Regions from separate parts of the Mus musculus genome. Here all the other regions are linked to region 1. The links are chromatin contacts, called in public Hi-C, HiChIP or PLAC-seq and promoter capture Hi-C maps. All regions are on one chromosome and are shown on one strand. The core of a region is the stretch at or near the end of the contact, and the rest is flanking DNA. Distances in the headings are between cores, read along the strand shown. Region 1 holds the start of Ago1 (argonaute RISC catalytic subunit 1). Region 2 holds the start of Zmym6 (zinc finger, MYM-type 6). Region 3 has its middle 21 kb from the start of Sfpq. Region 4 holds the start of Smim12 (small integral membrane protein 12). Region 5 holds the start of Zmym1 (zinc finger, MYM domain containing 1).

Region 1 (2,807 bases), core at 147-2,646:
CCCTGTCTCAAAAAAATGTGTGTGTGTGTGTGTGTGTGCGTGCGTTTGTGTGTGTGTGTGTGTGTGTGTGTGTGTGTAAGTTACGTTTGAGCTGGGTCTCTCTGTAATTACCCCATCAGTGCAGCAGACCAAATGAGAAGGTTATGTGAGACGATCAAGGAATTAGCTGTGGTGCTTCTGGCAAGGTAAGAAAAGGGTACCCACACTAGAGACTATGAGAATGACAGGGAATGCTTTGAGAGCACTTCATAAGGTAAGCATGTCAAGACACAGTTGAATATAGCAAATAGACAAGGGAGACAGGAGCTGATATTTTTGGCATGGAGATGCAGTTCACTGAGACAGGACAAATATATGTATTTTGTAGGGGAAAAAGAAAGGGTTAGGTTTGGACTTAAGTTTGAATTGTTAGATCCAGCTGGAGCTGTCCAGCAGACAGTAGGAAATATGAAGCTGCAACATGGTAACGTATAGATATTTGGGCATTAAAAGTGGATGAAGCTGTGAAGAGGCAAGGGGAGAGTAGAATATAAAATTCAGGTCACTACAGTGAACAAAACAAGAGGAGCCACTGAAGAAAGCTCTTCAGGACAGACATTAGGAGACTTAAGAAAATGTGAAAGCCAAGGAAAGTCTTTTTTTTTTTTAATTTTTAAGAAGAGATATAGTTTCAGATGCTGCAGGGAAATAATAGGAAATTAGCCTTTGGGGTTTGACACAAAACGTCATTAAGAGATTTGGTAGGAGCAAACGTTCTGCAGACGAAAAAGTGGAGGCAGGTGCTTCCTGCAGATAGAGAGCTCTGTCAGTGTCAAAACTGTTACACCGGCCAGAATAGGCAAGGTTTCTAACACATTTGTGGTCTCAGCGCCAGGCACGCAGCCTGGAAGGGTGGGTGGCATTAATGAGATCAGCGACTAGGGACACAGAAAGACTGACTTAGCAGAGGCAGTCAAGACTTAAGGGTGAGGGTGATTGGGAGAGGTGGGAGGCAGGGCCTTTGAGTGATTGGGTGTTGGAGGGGGAGAGGGTCGGGGAATGGGTGGGAGCCAGGCTCTGTGTTGATAGCGGGGCTGTGGATAGGTTTCCAGAGATCTGTTTAGGGAAAAGACAGGGCCCCAGGCTGCAGCCGGGGAAGGGGTGTCGCCCAGCCCCTCCCCTCTTACGCCACTGCGCGGCTCCGCCACTGGAGCCCTCCCGCCAGGCTGCACGGCTACGAGTGGCCGCCAGAGGCCGCTGCACGGTCCCCGCGCCCCCGCCCCTCTCCATTGGCCTTTGTTGCCGTCGAGCGCCCCGCTTGACTCGTTCCCGTCCGCCCCATGGGCCCATCGGTCGCGCCTGCGCACTGGCAGCTACTCGGGCGCTAGCAGGGGGAGCTGCTGCAGGCTCCGCGGCGGCGGCAACGGAGGCTGCGGGGGCGACAGCGCGAGCGGCCGGGCTTCGGGGGGGAGCCGAGCCCGGCCCGGGAGCCCGAGCAGTGCAAGTGCGAGGTACCTAGGCCCCTCACGCTGGACTCCTCAGTCTCCCGGCCGCCTGTCCTCCGCACGGGTATATGGGATGGAAGCGGGACCCTCGGGAGCAGGTAAGGGCCCTCGGGGACTGGGAGCAGTGTGTATTCCAAAGCCCTATAGGCTCTCGCGGCATAGAGCATGGTTGCAGAGTGAGGAGAGGGGCTCTCAGGGGATGGGGGGCCCATTTTGAAGGGGGTTGTATGCAGTTCCGGCTGAGAACCATGTGAAGATCTGAGACCCGGGCTGTTTGTCCTAGGAAGCAGTATACTGTCCCGAGGGTGAGAAGTAACCTGGGAGAAGGGCCTGAATGCACGGTGTCCTTCCGTGAGGTCTGGGGAGGCCTATGGGGAGGCCCGGCAGGTGGCAGGGGGGCGGGCTCCAGGTGTCCTGGAGAGGAGGGGGGCGACACAGATGGGCCTGGAACTACCGCCTGTCGGGGGGCGGGGGCTCGGCCGTGCTGGGCTGGGCTAAGCTAATGTCTCTGGGGAGTAGGCGCCGGGGCTGGCCTCTGAGCTCCGCCCAGCTGGGCCTGAAGCGGGGGTGAGGGTCAGGGGGCGGTGGGTGGGGATTTAGACCAGGGATTTCCCCCCTTAGATTGGGGACTTGAGTGGTGGCGCGGGAGCATGCGCGGAGGTACCAGCCTGAAGGGCTGCCCTATGTGGTGGGGGCGTGGCTGTTGGAGTATCCCTCCTGTGCCCCTGGGTTTAGGAGGAGTGTGCAGTCTCGCAGATTCTGTTTGCGTAGTACAAATGGGAATTGCCTTCTGTCTTGGGGGAAGGGTGGGGGGCGGTCTCTGACACTTGGTCCTTAAACCCCGGAGTAGCAGTTTGTCAAAGAAAGGGTCGAGGTCAACTGCCAGAGTGCATTTTCTGCTGCATGAGGATGGACGGGGACCAAAGCCTTGCTTTATGAGCTACTTCTCTCAGAAGATAGGCCTTAGGAAAGTGTTGGTCACTGAGAAACTAGGCCCACATGTTTTTCAAGTTTCTAGACCACTCCTGAGAAGAGATGGGAGCTTTTAATCTGAAGATAGTGCCCTCCTTTTCCATGAATTGACTCTATATCACAATATAATCTCTCTATATACCTGTGCCTCCTGTTTCCTAGTGGATCTTTTCCCACGTCAGGAGCATGTCATTAGACTCAAAGCTGCCAAGCTTGTCTGCCTGATAGAAACAAGTTGTTAGGCAGACACACTGGTGGCGCACGCCTTTAATCCCAGCGCTGGGGAGGCAGAGGCAGGCAGATGAATGAATTCAAGGTCAGCCTTGTCTACAGAGCGAGTCCCAGGACAGT
Region 2 (2,725 bases), core at 43-2,542, 610 kb before region 1:
ATCAGTTGGGTTGTATCAACGTATAAACCAGCAACCATTGAGTACCATTCATTTCCAATTCTCCGGAATAATACCAATTCTAACGCTAATAATTTTTAGTATTTTGAAAGTCAAAAGAAAATGCTTACATGAGCATCATCAGGTTCTTCTTTAATTCTGTCCAGAAGCCCTTGTTGTGCCATTGCTTTGTCACATCCACCATCCAAAGGTTCTTTCATTCTAAGTGCTTATGCCGAGTTCTTATCCCATCTAAAACTAAGATGACGCCTAAAACATAATATAAAGGATTGGTACTTGGGTTTTGTTTTCCTTCATACTAACATGTTAATAGCTTCAGGATCGAGCATTTGAGCAACACCCTTCTGGGACTAGGACTAACTGTTCTTTTTGCTCCTGGATTAGCTACCTTCCAATGAGAAAAGTCTTAGACAAGCACTATGGTCTTCACTATATTGGAGGTTGTTGCGATACAGACTGGCTGAACACGCCACAGGAGGACCCTAGCAAGTGGACAGCTGGACTCAGTACTTAATTTCTGATTGTGTGGACACTGACATGTGACTCATGTCTGCTCCAAGTGAGGCCTCACCTTTGCCTCTACCTCAGCCTGCACTAACAATAAGAACCGATTTCTCATCCTAAAGCCACTTCAGAGCCTCAGACGTCATCACAACTAGAACGCTAGGTTCCCATTTAGAGGTGGGCCAACTGGTCATTCTGGAGGCAACTCCCCCTAACGTCTTCCTATAAACCAGTGATTCTCAACATTCATAAACTCGGTTAATGTGGCGACCCCCAACTATAAAATTATTTCGTGGCTCCGTCATAACTGTAATTTTGCTAATTGCGAATTGTAATGTAAATATTTGATATGCGACCCTGTGAGGGTTGAGAATGGCTGCTAGAAACCCCTGTCTGGGCTCTCTTCAGATTCCCAAACGGTAGTACAAATGTAAGCCAAGCTATAAAGGAAACCCTCGCAAAAGGCCTGTCATCAATTCCAGCCAGCCATAGAAACAACAGGTTTTTTAAAACCCTGTTGCGAAGCCGGGTCGAGAACTTTCCACCACTTGCCACAGTTGTAACACTCTACAGGCGCGTATCCCTCCTCTGAATGTCGCAAGCTCTCCGGCGTTCCCGTTCGCAACCAGAATTCCCCAGCCTGTCCCCCAAAGGCCAGAGGAGGAACTCAGTCTCCAACGGAGCGCGCGAGCCGCCAACTGCAGCGAGCCTGAGGATGCTACGGCACCACCGCGGCGCAGCCCGCCGCCGGTCACGTGATGAGCTGCCACTCCGCCCCCGCCAGAAGGGGACGGTCCTGTCACGTGAGGTTACCCAGAACTTCCTGCGGCGCCTAGTCACGTGGAGGGCCACGCCCCGTTTGGGCACGTGGTACGTTGCCCCCTCACAAGCCCACAGGCCTGAGCGGCTTTCTCTAGCCCGGTAGGACACCCGCCTCCAATGAGACGCCAGTCGGAGAATGCACAAAAGCATTCAAGGTCTCAGGTGGGGACCATGACAAATTACTTTACTGGAATCGCCTGAGGAATGGCAACGCAACGCCTTGACAACTGCGCGTGCGCACTCCTATTTATGCGCTAGACCTGAGGTAATTGGACGTTCCCGGCCTTCATTCCCGCCCTCTATTCCCATCATGCCCTAGACCTAGCCGTCCCAGCATTCTCACTTCCGATATGATTGACTTCTTAAAGAGACAGGGCTGTGGAAAAAAAAAACTGGAGGGCTGTAGAGTTGGCCCAGTGGTTAAGAGCACTGACTGCTCTTCCAGAGGTCCTGAGTTCAATTCCCAGCAACCACATGGTGGCTCACAACCATCTGTAATGGAATCCAATACCCTCATCTGGTGTGTCTAAAGACAGCTACAGTGTACTCATATACATAAAATAAATAAAATCTTTAAAAAAAGAAAAGAAAAAGCTGGAAGGAGAAATGGAGGAATGTCAAAGCTCAGAAGTGTTAGATGGAGCTGTATATGCCCTTCTCCATTTTTTAATGTGCATCACAGTTGAGGAACATAGGAGAAAGATGACTAGCGCTCAACCATCTTTCTCTTTTTTGGCCTATAGTCAGGACAAAGTCTCATAGCTCAATAAACCAAGAAAATCCCTCACAGACAAACTCAGATACCTGTCCCCAAGTTGATTCTAAATCCCATCAATTTAATAAGATTAATCATCACATGTGAACCTGAACCCCACTGGAGCTGGACTCCAGCACTTAAGGGGCAAAGATCTAAAATGAGAGAAGGCTGAGCACGAAAGATACTAAAGGGCATGGGAACAGGAGGATTCTGATTTGAGGAGAAGGGTCAACCAAAACAAAATTGTGTGAAAACACCAGAGGAAATCTACCCATACATGGTATTATAAATTATAATCAAATATTAGAGACAGTACACATAGTTTCTATTTAAAATGTATGTTTTTGTTTTCTATTATTTGATAATTTTATGCATGCATATGTGCTTTGATCAAATCCCTTCCCCTGTCCCCTGCCATTCACTCTGCCTTTTCAAACCCACTTGGTCCACTTAGTGATGTCTGCATGTGCATGGGCTTATCTTCTGCAGCATGGGTGTCATCTCATGTCCCATATCCCTGAAGAAAATGGACTAAATATCAAAGCGTTATTGCCGGGCATGGTGGTGCAAGCCTTTAATCCCAGCACTTGGGAGGCAGAGGCAGGCAAATTTCTGAGTTCGAGG
Region 3 (2,700 bases), core at 7-2,506, 530 kb before region 1:
GTATATTCAGTGATTTGCCTATGTGTGTGTATGGGTACCACATGTGTTCCTGGTGTCCATGGAAGAAGTCATCAGATACCCTACAACTGAAGTTATACACACTTATGAGTCTCCTTATAGGTGATGAGAACCAGGTCTCAATTGGCTTCTCTGCCAGAGCAACGAATACTTAGCTGATAAGATATCTCTCTTGTTTTCTTTTTTTTTTAAAGATTTATTTATTATTATATGTAAGTACACTGTAGCTGTCTTCAGACACACCAGAAGAGGGAGTCAGATCTTGTTGCGGATGGTTGTGAGCCACCATGTGGTTGCTGGTATTTGAACTCTGGACCTTCGGAAGAGCAGTCGGGTGCTCTTACCCACTGAGCCATCTCACCAGCCCTTTTGTTTTCTTTTAAGATTTATTTTATGTATACGAGTACACTGTCGCTGTCTTCAGACACACCAGATGAGGGCATTGGATCCCATTACAGATGGTTGTGAGCCACCCTGTGGTTGCTGGGAATTGAAGTCAGGACCTCTGGAAGAGCAGGCAGTGCTCTTTCCCACTGAGCCACAGAGACTTTTGAGGGGGGAGCAAGGGGTTTGTTTTTGGTTTTATGGTTTTTTTTTTTTTTTTTCAAGACAGGGTTTCTCTGTATAGCCCTGGCTGTCCTAGACCAGGCTGGCCTCAAACTTAGAAATCTGCCTGCCTCTGCCTCCCAAGTGCTAGGATGAAAGGCATGTGCCACCACTGCCCAGCTAAGAGCCACAGAGACTTACACTCATTGTGTGCCCAGGCTGGCCTCAAACTCAAAAGCCAATCTTCTGCCTTAACCTCCTATGTGCTAGGATTATGGGCGTGAACTACTACATCCGACTCTTCTAAGATCTTTAGGCAATTTTTACAAAGTAGTCCAACGGCTGCTCTTCCTTCTCCTCCTCCTGTTACTCCTACTCCTACTACTTGAAAATTCATTGAGCCTTCTGCAAGGGCAGCAGGCTGAGCAGTAACTAAGGTGAGCCCCCAAATGCTTCTTGATCATAAATCCCTTCCTTCTCTGATCTATAGCAGGCTGCCGAGCTCAGTAGCTCTCACCGCTCCCCAGGGCACTTGCAAATGAGGGGCTTCTGCAATCCAAGCTTAATTAACTTTATGTAAATCCTTCTCCTCTCCTTTTTTCTTAATAGGGCACAGTGCTAATCTTTGTTCTAGTGCCCTTTGGTGTTGGCTGGCTTCTGCATTTATGCACGAGGCCAGTGGTTTGGCTGGGGAGCGCACTTGGCGGCATGAACTCTGTTGCTGATGATGTATAGGAGCAGAGGAGTGAGGGACTCACATAGTGTCTGTATTTGCTGCAGCGGGGCTCTGAATGTAAGATGATGATGATGGTGGTGATGGTGATGATGATGATGATGATGATGATTTTGGTCTTACAGCAATGAATTCAGTGAGGCGCAAAGGGGCGTGTCTCCTGCATTACTCAGAGGTTCATTCCTACCGAGTGTCTTAGGGTTTTTACTGCTGTGGCGAGAAACAGTGTGACCAAAGGCAGCTTAAAGAGGAAAGGATTTATTATGTGACACTTCCATGTAGCAGTGTATCATCAAAAGCATTTATCTTAGGAACTCAAACAAGGACAGGAACCTGGAGGCAGGAGTTGATTCGGAGGACATCCAGGTGGTGCTATTTATAGCTTGTTCCTTAAGGCTTGCCCAGTTTTTATACTTTGTTTTTGTTCTTTTTGTTGTTGGTGGTAGTGGTTTGGTTTGGTTTGGTTTGGTTTTGGACTATGAGACCTGAGCCACACTGCATCGGTAACCTGGGGCTCTTTCCCCTTCTGCTTCCGATGCTGGGGTTGCAGGCATGTTTCCATGGGCTGGGCTCTGTAGGTTCTGTTCCATGTTCCACAGAAGCTGCACCATTTTGTTTTCTTTTTTTCTTTTTGTTTTGTTTTGTTTGAGACAGGGTTTCTCTGTGTAGCCCTGGCTGTCCTGGAACTCACTCTGTAGACCAGGCTGGCCTCGAACTTAGAAATCCGCCTGCCTCTGCCTCCCAAGTGCTGGGATTAAAGGCATGCACACAACTGCCCAGCCAGCCTCTTCAATATAACTGAGTCCAGGCTGGAGAGATGACTTAGTGGTTAAGAGCACTGACTGCTCTTCCAGAGGTCCTGAGTTCAAGTACTACCAACCACATGGTGGCTCACAACCATCTATAATGGGATCAAATGCCCTCTTCTGGAGTGTCTGAAGATAGCGATAGTGTACACACACACACACACACACACACACACACACACACACACACACACACACACGTAGGCAGCCGGCGCCTAAAAGATGGCGCCGGTCTCCGGTACACTATCGCCCGTAAACACCTCTGCGCAGGCGCTAGCCCAAATCTGGGCCAACCCCTCAGGAGCGGGTGCATGCAAATTAAAGTGCCGGCAGACTGACCAATCCCAGGAGGAAACATAGCCCTCCCCAGTGCTGGGGTGTATATAAGCAGTCCTCCCTGGGTTCCCGGGGTTCCTGTAGCATCAAGGCATTCCTGCAATAAAGCTGTTGAGAAGAATCCGACCGTGTTGCGTTTTTCCTTGCCGGACGAGGTGAGCGCAACACACACACACACACACACACACACACACACACACACACACACACATGAGAAATGGCTCAGTGGTTAAGAGCACTGGCTGCTCTTCCAGAGGTTCT
Region 4 (2,777 bases), core at 39-2,538, 780 kb before region 1:
TTCCTTCTGTAGACCAGGCTGGCCTCAAACTCAGAGACTGGACTGGCCTGCCTCTGCCTCCTTAGTGCCAAGATTAAAGACATGTGCCACCACCGTTGGGCTTGTTTTTATTTTTAAGACAGGTTCTCATGGCACCCAGCCTGGCCTCAAACCCTCAAAGTAGCTAAGGATAACTTTGATCTGCCGACGCTCCTGTTTCCAGTGCCAAGTGCTTGTGATCACAGGTCCACACCAAGTGCAAGTCCTTTATACAATTCCTGGGTAGAGACTCTCAATTTTCCAATTTGTCTTAGGGCGGGCATATCAAGCACCAGTCTATGAGTATTACTCTTGTACATAGAAAGCCCAAGTTCTATGTGCTCTTGTCCGAATTCCAGTCATCCATGTATACAACACAACCTTCTCTTCGGTAAGCTATGTGGGCCTACCCTACCTGTCTACAGCTCTCAAAACACCCTGGAGCTCCACAAGGTTAAGAACTAAGGATGTCCGGATCGTCCTATGCTCTGTGCCTCTTCCCACCCTTGCTATCCTCCCTAGCAAAGAGCTAAAAAAGTTTGTTGGTCGAATGAATGACAGGCAGCATAAACATGTTGCTTTGTTTATGGAAGACTACAGCAGCCTTCCACCCGCACTCACAAAGGGGTATAGGGATATGATCATAAGCAGCTAGACTTCATGAAGTCATCCCGAAGGTATCAAAATGTAAGTAGCACAAGTGTTTCCCAAATACTGCAACGCCTATTTCCAGCCCGACACGCAGGGGCGCCAGCCAAAGGCTCCAGGTACAGGTCAACCGGGCCGCCAGGAAACCTGTCCCAGTGCCTGAGCCCACCGGAAGCTCTCCAAATGAGAGCAGTCGTAGGAGGTCCGAGAAGGTGAAACCATCAGCCTTGACAGCCAGCCAAGTTGGGATGGGAGCGCCAGTGAGGTTCGGGTCATCAGCTCCTGTTCCCTGTCCAGTCACGCCACACGCGTGGCTTCGTCACCCTTCGGCCTGCAGGGGCCTGAGGCGGACGAGATCTGACCACAGTCCACACTCGGCCACCAAAAGCTGGCCGAGGCCGAGCGGGTCACGGAAACCATCGCTCCCTCAACTAGGAGGAGCCGTTCCCGTGGGACTGGGGGCCAGCGATCCTGGGAAGCGAAGTGCCCTCAGCCCTGGGAACTCACCTGCGGTCCAGCCCGCACACCCCGGACAGGTCCCGCGCTGCGCCCGCTAGCCGGGAGCAACAGGGACGCCGAGGTTCCCAGTGGCCCGCGGGGCGCGCCCGAGGCCCCGCCCACTGGCATCTCTCGGAGAGCAGCGATTGGCTGAGCTCCAGCCAGCTACAGAAGAAAGGAAGCCAGGCACCCGACCCTGCGTTGGACTAAACGCAGAATAGTATAGCGCCCCCTGACGGCTCGGAGGCTCCCCTGTGACGTTGCCACATGCTTGTGAAGAAGAAAAAAGAATAGTCAGCTTTCATTGATCCAAATGAAGTTCATTAGGTGTCTTCCGAGACTTACCTAGGTCGGATATTACTGAAACCGAAAACCCAACCCCTGACCTCCAGAAGCTCCCGTAGCAGAGAATAACCTAGTACTTTCAATCTTCTTGGGATCTGTGCTTTCAGGCTGTGTGTCCTTGGGAACATCATTAATTAATCTGAGCCTCAATTCTTCTGCATAGCGTTAAAACCTTCCATTTCAGCAGGGATGTTGCAAGGGTTAGATAACATCTTGTTTGTAAAATACTGTGCCAGGCACACATCTCGCAGGGAACTAGATTGTAGCGTTAGTGAGTCTACAAATTGCTGAAAGTACCAAGACCCTCTGATCGCAAGTACTCACTCTCCTTCCTCCATGTTTCCCCTGTCCCTGAGCGGAATTATACTTATCACATATAAGAAAAAGCCTCACACCCCAAGCTCTCTAATGGACTACCATAGTCCTGCCTTCTCAACCTGCCCACACTGCTCTCAACCTGACCAGTCTCCTTCCCACTAATAGCATGCTAAAAATCAACGTTTGAAGCCTGTGTGTCCATGTTCTTTCATCTACCTGGAGTGCTCTACCCAGCTTCCCTTAAGTCTACCCAGCTTCCCTTAAGTTAGCAGTGAGCCATTTCTCAAGGTCACGGGTACTCTCACAGGAAGCGTCTTCAAGACTGTACTGTCAAGTTAGAGATTCTTCCTCTTTTAGATCAAAGAGCCCAAAGCTAAGCCTGACAGCGAAGATGGGGAGGAAGAAGCTGCCAGAAATTAGCAACCGTGATTATCAGACCTTGATTACTTGTGCATTGAATCTGTGGGAAGAGATCAGAACAGTCTAGAACACAGGCTGGCATTTAGCCATTCTACAAGCTAGACATTGGCGATACAAATGGGGACTGCCCTCCGTAGTTTCCTGGATGGAGAAGAAACAGGAAGACCCACACAGTGTCATAACAGAGGACACTGTCCGTCCATACAAGAAGAATGAGTGGAGGTTCCCTGGAAGGACAGATCCCTAAGCTGGATCTTAATAGTGACTAGAAGTTCCCTCCAGCAGACCTGGGTAAGCACAGAATCCCCAGCTAAAGTGGAAATGACAGCATTGAGAAGTCCTGAGGCGCAAGACCAGCCTTGGCTCTACACCAAGATCCTATATCAATTAAAGGAGTCAGTTAGCACTTCCAGATCACACAGAACTACAAGCTGAGACCCTGTCTAAAAATAAAGTAAAATACCAAACACTGGAATTAGTTGTTTAATTAATTCAAATCTTGACTCTGTGGCCTGCTAATCTGAGAAAAT
Region 5 (2,700 bases), core at 181-2,680, 590 kb before region 1:
TTAATTCCTACATACCTTTAATTCCAAGCTCTCAGAAGGCAGAAACAGGCAAATCTCTCTGAGCTCTAGGCCTGTCTACACAGTGAGATTCTGTCTCAAAGGAAGGAAGGGAGGGAGGGAGGAAGGAAGGAAGGAAGGAAGGAAGGAAGGAAGGAAGGAAGGAAGAGGTGAGAGCCAGTCTTGGAGGGCAGAGAATCTCTGAATTTGAGGCCAGCCTGGTCTATAGAGTGAGTTCCAGGACAACCAGGGATACACAGAGAAACAGTGTCTCAAAAAAAAAAAAAGAAAAGAAAAGAAAGGAAGGAAGGAAGGAAAGAGAGAGAGAGAGAGAGAGAGAGAGAGAGAGAGAGAGAAAGAAAGAAAGAAAGAAAGAAAGAAAGAAAGAAAGAAAGAAAGAAAGAAAGAGAGAGAAAAGATAGATGGAAGTTATGGTCAAAGACAAGATGAATAGATCATTAAACTTTATATTTTTCTTTACTATTAAGACTTAGAAGCCGGGCGTGGTGGCACACGCCTTTAATCCTAGCACTCCGGAGGCAGAGGCAGGTGGATTTCTGAGTTCGAGGCCAGCCTGGTCTACAAAGTGAGTTCCAAGACAGTCAAGGCTATAGAGAAACCCTATCTCGAAAAACCAAAAAAAAAAAACAAAAAAACTTAGAAATAATCAAAATGATCTGCTCCCTCCTTAATTCTTTAGCTATACCCATCTGTCCCTACTTTTTCATTCCTCTTTTTCTGAGACTATTTACAACCATGTTTTTAAAGTTGTAACTCAACATCTGAGTCACTAATGTTGCATTAGCCCTTAATTTTATTTATGTATGCATGTATGTATTTATTGTGTTTATGTGCACATTGCGGAGGTCAAGGAGCAATTTGCAGGTATCTGTTCTCTTCTTCCACTAAATGGATTCCAGTGACAGAACCCTGCTAGTCAGACTTTGCGGTAAACTCCTTAATAGGCTCTGTCATCTCGTTGCTCTGTCTCAATCCCCCAGCTTTTGTTGTTCCGTTTGTAAAATAAGGTTGGTTTTGAATTTTTAACCACACACCTTCATCTTACAGGCCTGTGCCCCCTCACTCCTGCCTTTAAGGACCCAAATATGCCCATGTGATGACATATTCCCTTAATACCAGAACTAGGGAGGCAGAGTCAGGAGAACCTCTCTAAGTTCAAGACCAGCTTGGTCTGCATAGTGAGTTCCGGGACAGTCAGGGGTACATAAGTGAGACCCTGTCTTAAAACAAAAAAAAACAAAAAACAAAACAAAACAAAAAACGAAAAACGGGCAGCTAAGGTGACATTAAGGATAGCCTAAAACTAAACCCCCCTGACCCGCCCCGTCAACCTCTCCTGCTTAGTCCATCCCCCGCCTCCGCGCCCCAGGCGGACCGCGGTGCGCATGCTCAGCCGCAAAGGCCTCCGGGAGAGGGGCGGAGCCGGCGGGGTTGTTTGCACGGCAAAATGCGAGTGGGCGCTTCCCGCCGCTGAGTTGGAGACAGATCAGCCATCCTCGTGGAGCCGCTCAGGCCCGCTTTTCCAGAGAGAGGCGGCATTTCTCCCGTCCTGAGGAGGGTGACGCGACAGGTAGGAAGACCACAGTGTCAGGAGAGTCGTGCCCCCGGCCTCCAGGCTTCTTAGCGTCCTGGCCTCTGTGCGGTGACTGAGCTTGGTGCGTTTGGTCTCTTGCGGCTTCTTTCTGTAACTGCCTTCCGTTACACCTGTGGCTCTCTTTCCATTAAGCAGTGTATTTTTCAGACATAAACAGATTGGGTGTGTTGGCCCTTGCCTTTAATCCCATCACACGAGTGGCAGGGGGTTCTCTGAGTTCGAAGCCAGGCTGTTCTATAAAGTCTGTTCTAGGCCAATCAGTGCTACTTAATGAGACCTGGATTCAAAAAACAAAAACATCGGGCTGGAGAGAGATAGAAGCAAATAGTTTTATCTGTAGAGTTCTGTGAGTGAAATTTGCAGGTTAGCGCTGGCGGTGGCTGCCCATTTTTCTAATCCTGGCAGGGAGGCAGAGGCCATTGGATCTCTTAGTCTACAGTGCTAGTTAGAGGACCTTGAACATTGTTACTTGTTACATTGTTACTTCCAAATATTTCCAAGGAACTTTTCTTTTTTTAAGATTTATTATATGTAAGTACACTGTAGCTGTCCTTAGATACTCCATAAGAGGGCATCAGATTTCGTTATGGATGGTTGTGAGCCACCATGTGGTTGCTGGGATTTGAACTCAGGACCTTTGGAAGAGCAGTCGGCGCTCTTAACCACTGAGCCATCTCGCCAGCCCCCCAAGTAACATATTTGGACTGTGGTTCATTGCTGGTAACTCATACCAATAGTAAGAGATTACTGTACATTTGTTTGTTTGTTTGTTTGTTTGTTTGTTTTGGCTCTGGGGATGGTTGAAACTGGCTATCATGTTGCTCACAGTTACCTTGAACTCCTGATCTTTCTTCCTCTGACTTCCAAGCTCTCCTATTTTGGGATTTTTTTTTTTTTTTTTTTGAAATGTAAGGAGACTCTGTGAAGAAGAAAAGGGCAAGTGAGATGGCTCAGAGGGTAAAGATTCTTGCCCCCAAATCCGATAACCTGTTTGATCGCCAGGCCCTACATGGTATGAGGAGAGAATGAACTACCATAGGTTGTCTTGATATGTGTGTTTCTACCACCCCGAAACAAATAAATAAATG

Evidence for each region. Promoter capture Hi-C pulls out the DNA fragments that hold promoters and counts their contacts. Hi-C and Micro-C count contacts between places; a contact is called where the count stands out from the background. HiChIP or PLAC-seq counts read pairs in DNA pulled down with a chosen protein or histone mark.
Region 2: a contact with region 1 is called in a Hi-C map of CD8 T cells, with 5 times the contacts expected there. The contact joins the promoter of Zmym6 here to the promoter of Ago1 in region 1. A contact is called at or near these places in 1 of 484 Hi-C or Micro-C datasets (CD8 T cells), 3 of 115 datasets of contacts at active chromatin or transcription factors (astrocytes, embryonic forebrain and epiblast stem cells) and 1 of 9 other capture datasets (liver).
Region 3: an H3K27ac HiChIP or PLAC-seq map of differentiating embryonic stem cells shows a contact between it and region 1, with 2.6 times the contacts expected there. The contact joins the enhancer-like site here to the promoter of Ago1 in region 1. A contact is called at or near these places in 1 of 484 Hi-C or Micro-C datasets (embryonic stem cells) and 4 of 115 datasets of contacts at active chromatin or transcription factors (astrocytes, bone marrow-derived macrophages, differentiating embryonic stem cells and 1 more).
Region 4: a contact with region 1 is called in a Hi-C map of LSK cells, with 5 times the contacts expected there. The contact joins the promoter of Smim12 here to the promoter of Ago1 in region 1. A contact is called at or near these places in 1 of 39 promoter capture datasets (pre-B cells), 5 of 484 Hi-C or Micro-C datasets (CD4 T cells, CD8 T cells, LSK cells and 2 more) and 1 of 115 datasets of contacts at active chromatin or transcription factors (astrocytes).
Region 5: a contact with region 1 is called in a promoter capture Hi-C map of neural stem cells. The contact joins the promoter of Zmym1 here to the promoter of Ago1 in region 1. A contact is called at or near these places in 3 of 39 promoter capture datasets (the C10 cell line, neural stem cells and pre-B cells), 2 of 115 datasets of contacts at active chromatin or transcription factors (embryonic forebrain and epiblast stem cells) and 1 of 9 other capture datasets (liver).

What each region holds. Positions count from the first base shown.
Region 1 is chr4:126,467,172-126,469,978 of GRCm38.p6, reverse strand. Ago1 (argonaute RISC catalytic subunit 1) reads left to right here and starts at 1,396. Exons shown (of 19, transcript NM_153403.3): 1 at 1,396-1,582. The coding sequence starts at 1,558.
Region 2 is chr4:127,075,950-127,078,674 of GRCm38.p6, reverse strand. It overlaps Zmym6 (zinc finger, MYM-type 6), which reads right to left and starts at 1,292. Exons shown (of 14, transcript NM_001285885.1): 1 at 129-1,292. The coding sequence starts at 218.
Region 3 is chr4:126,999,242-127,001,941 of GRCm38.p6, reverse strand. No RefSeq gene overlaps it. Among named protein-coding and RNA genes, the nearest start is that of Sfpq, 21 kb to the left of the region's middle. Within about 2 kb of position 1,256, at least 10 of the 459 cell types and tissues checked have an H3K27ac peak or open chromatin away from gene starts, as enhancers often do. A contact at or near this core is called in differentiating embryonic stem cells, where this site is marked.
Region 4 is chr4:127,242,295-127,245,071 of GRCm38.p6, reverse strand. Smim12 (small integral membrane protein 12) reads right to left here and starts at 1,288. Exons shown (of 2, transcript NM_030252.2): 1 at 1,174-1,288.
Region 5 is chr4:127,059,884-127,062,583 of GRCm38.p6, reverse strand. Zmym1 (zinc finger, MYM domain containing 1) reads left to right here and starts at 1,430. Exons shown (of 8, transcript NM_026670.5): 1 at 1,430-1,588.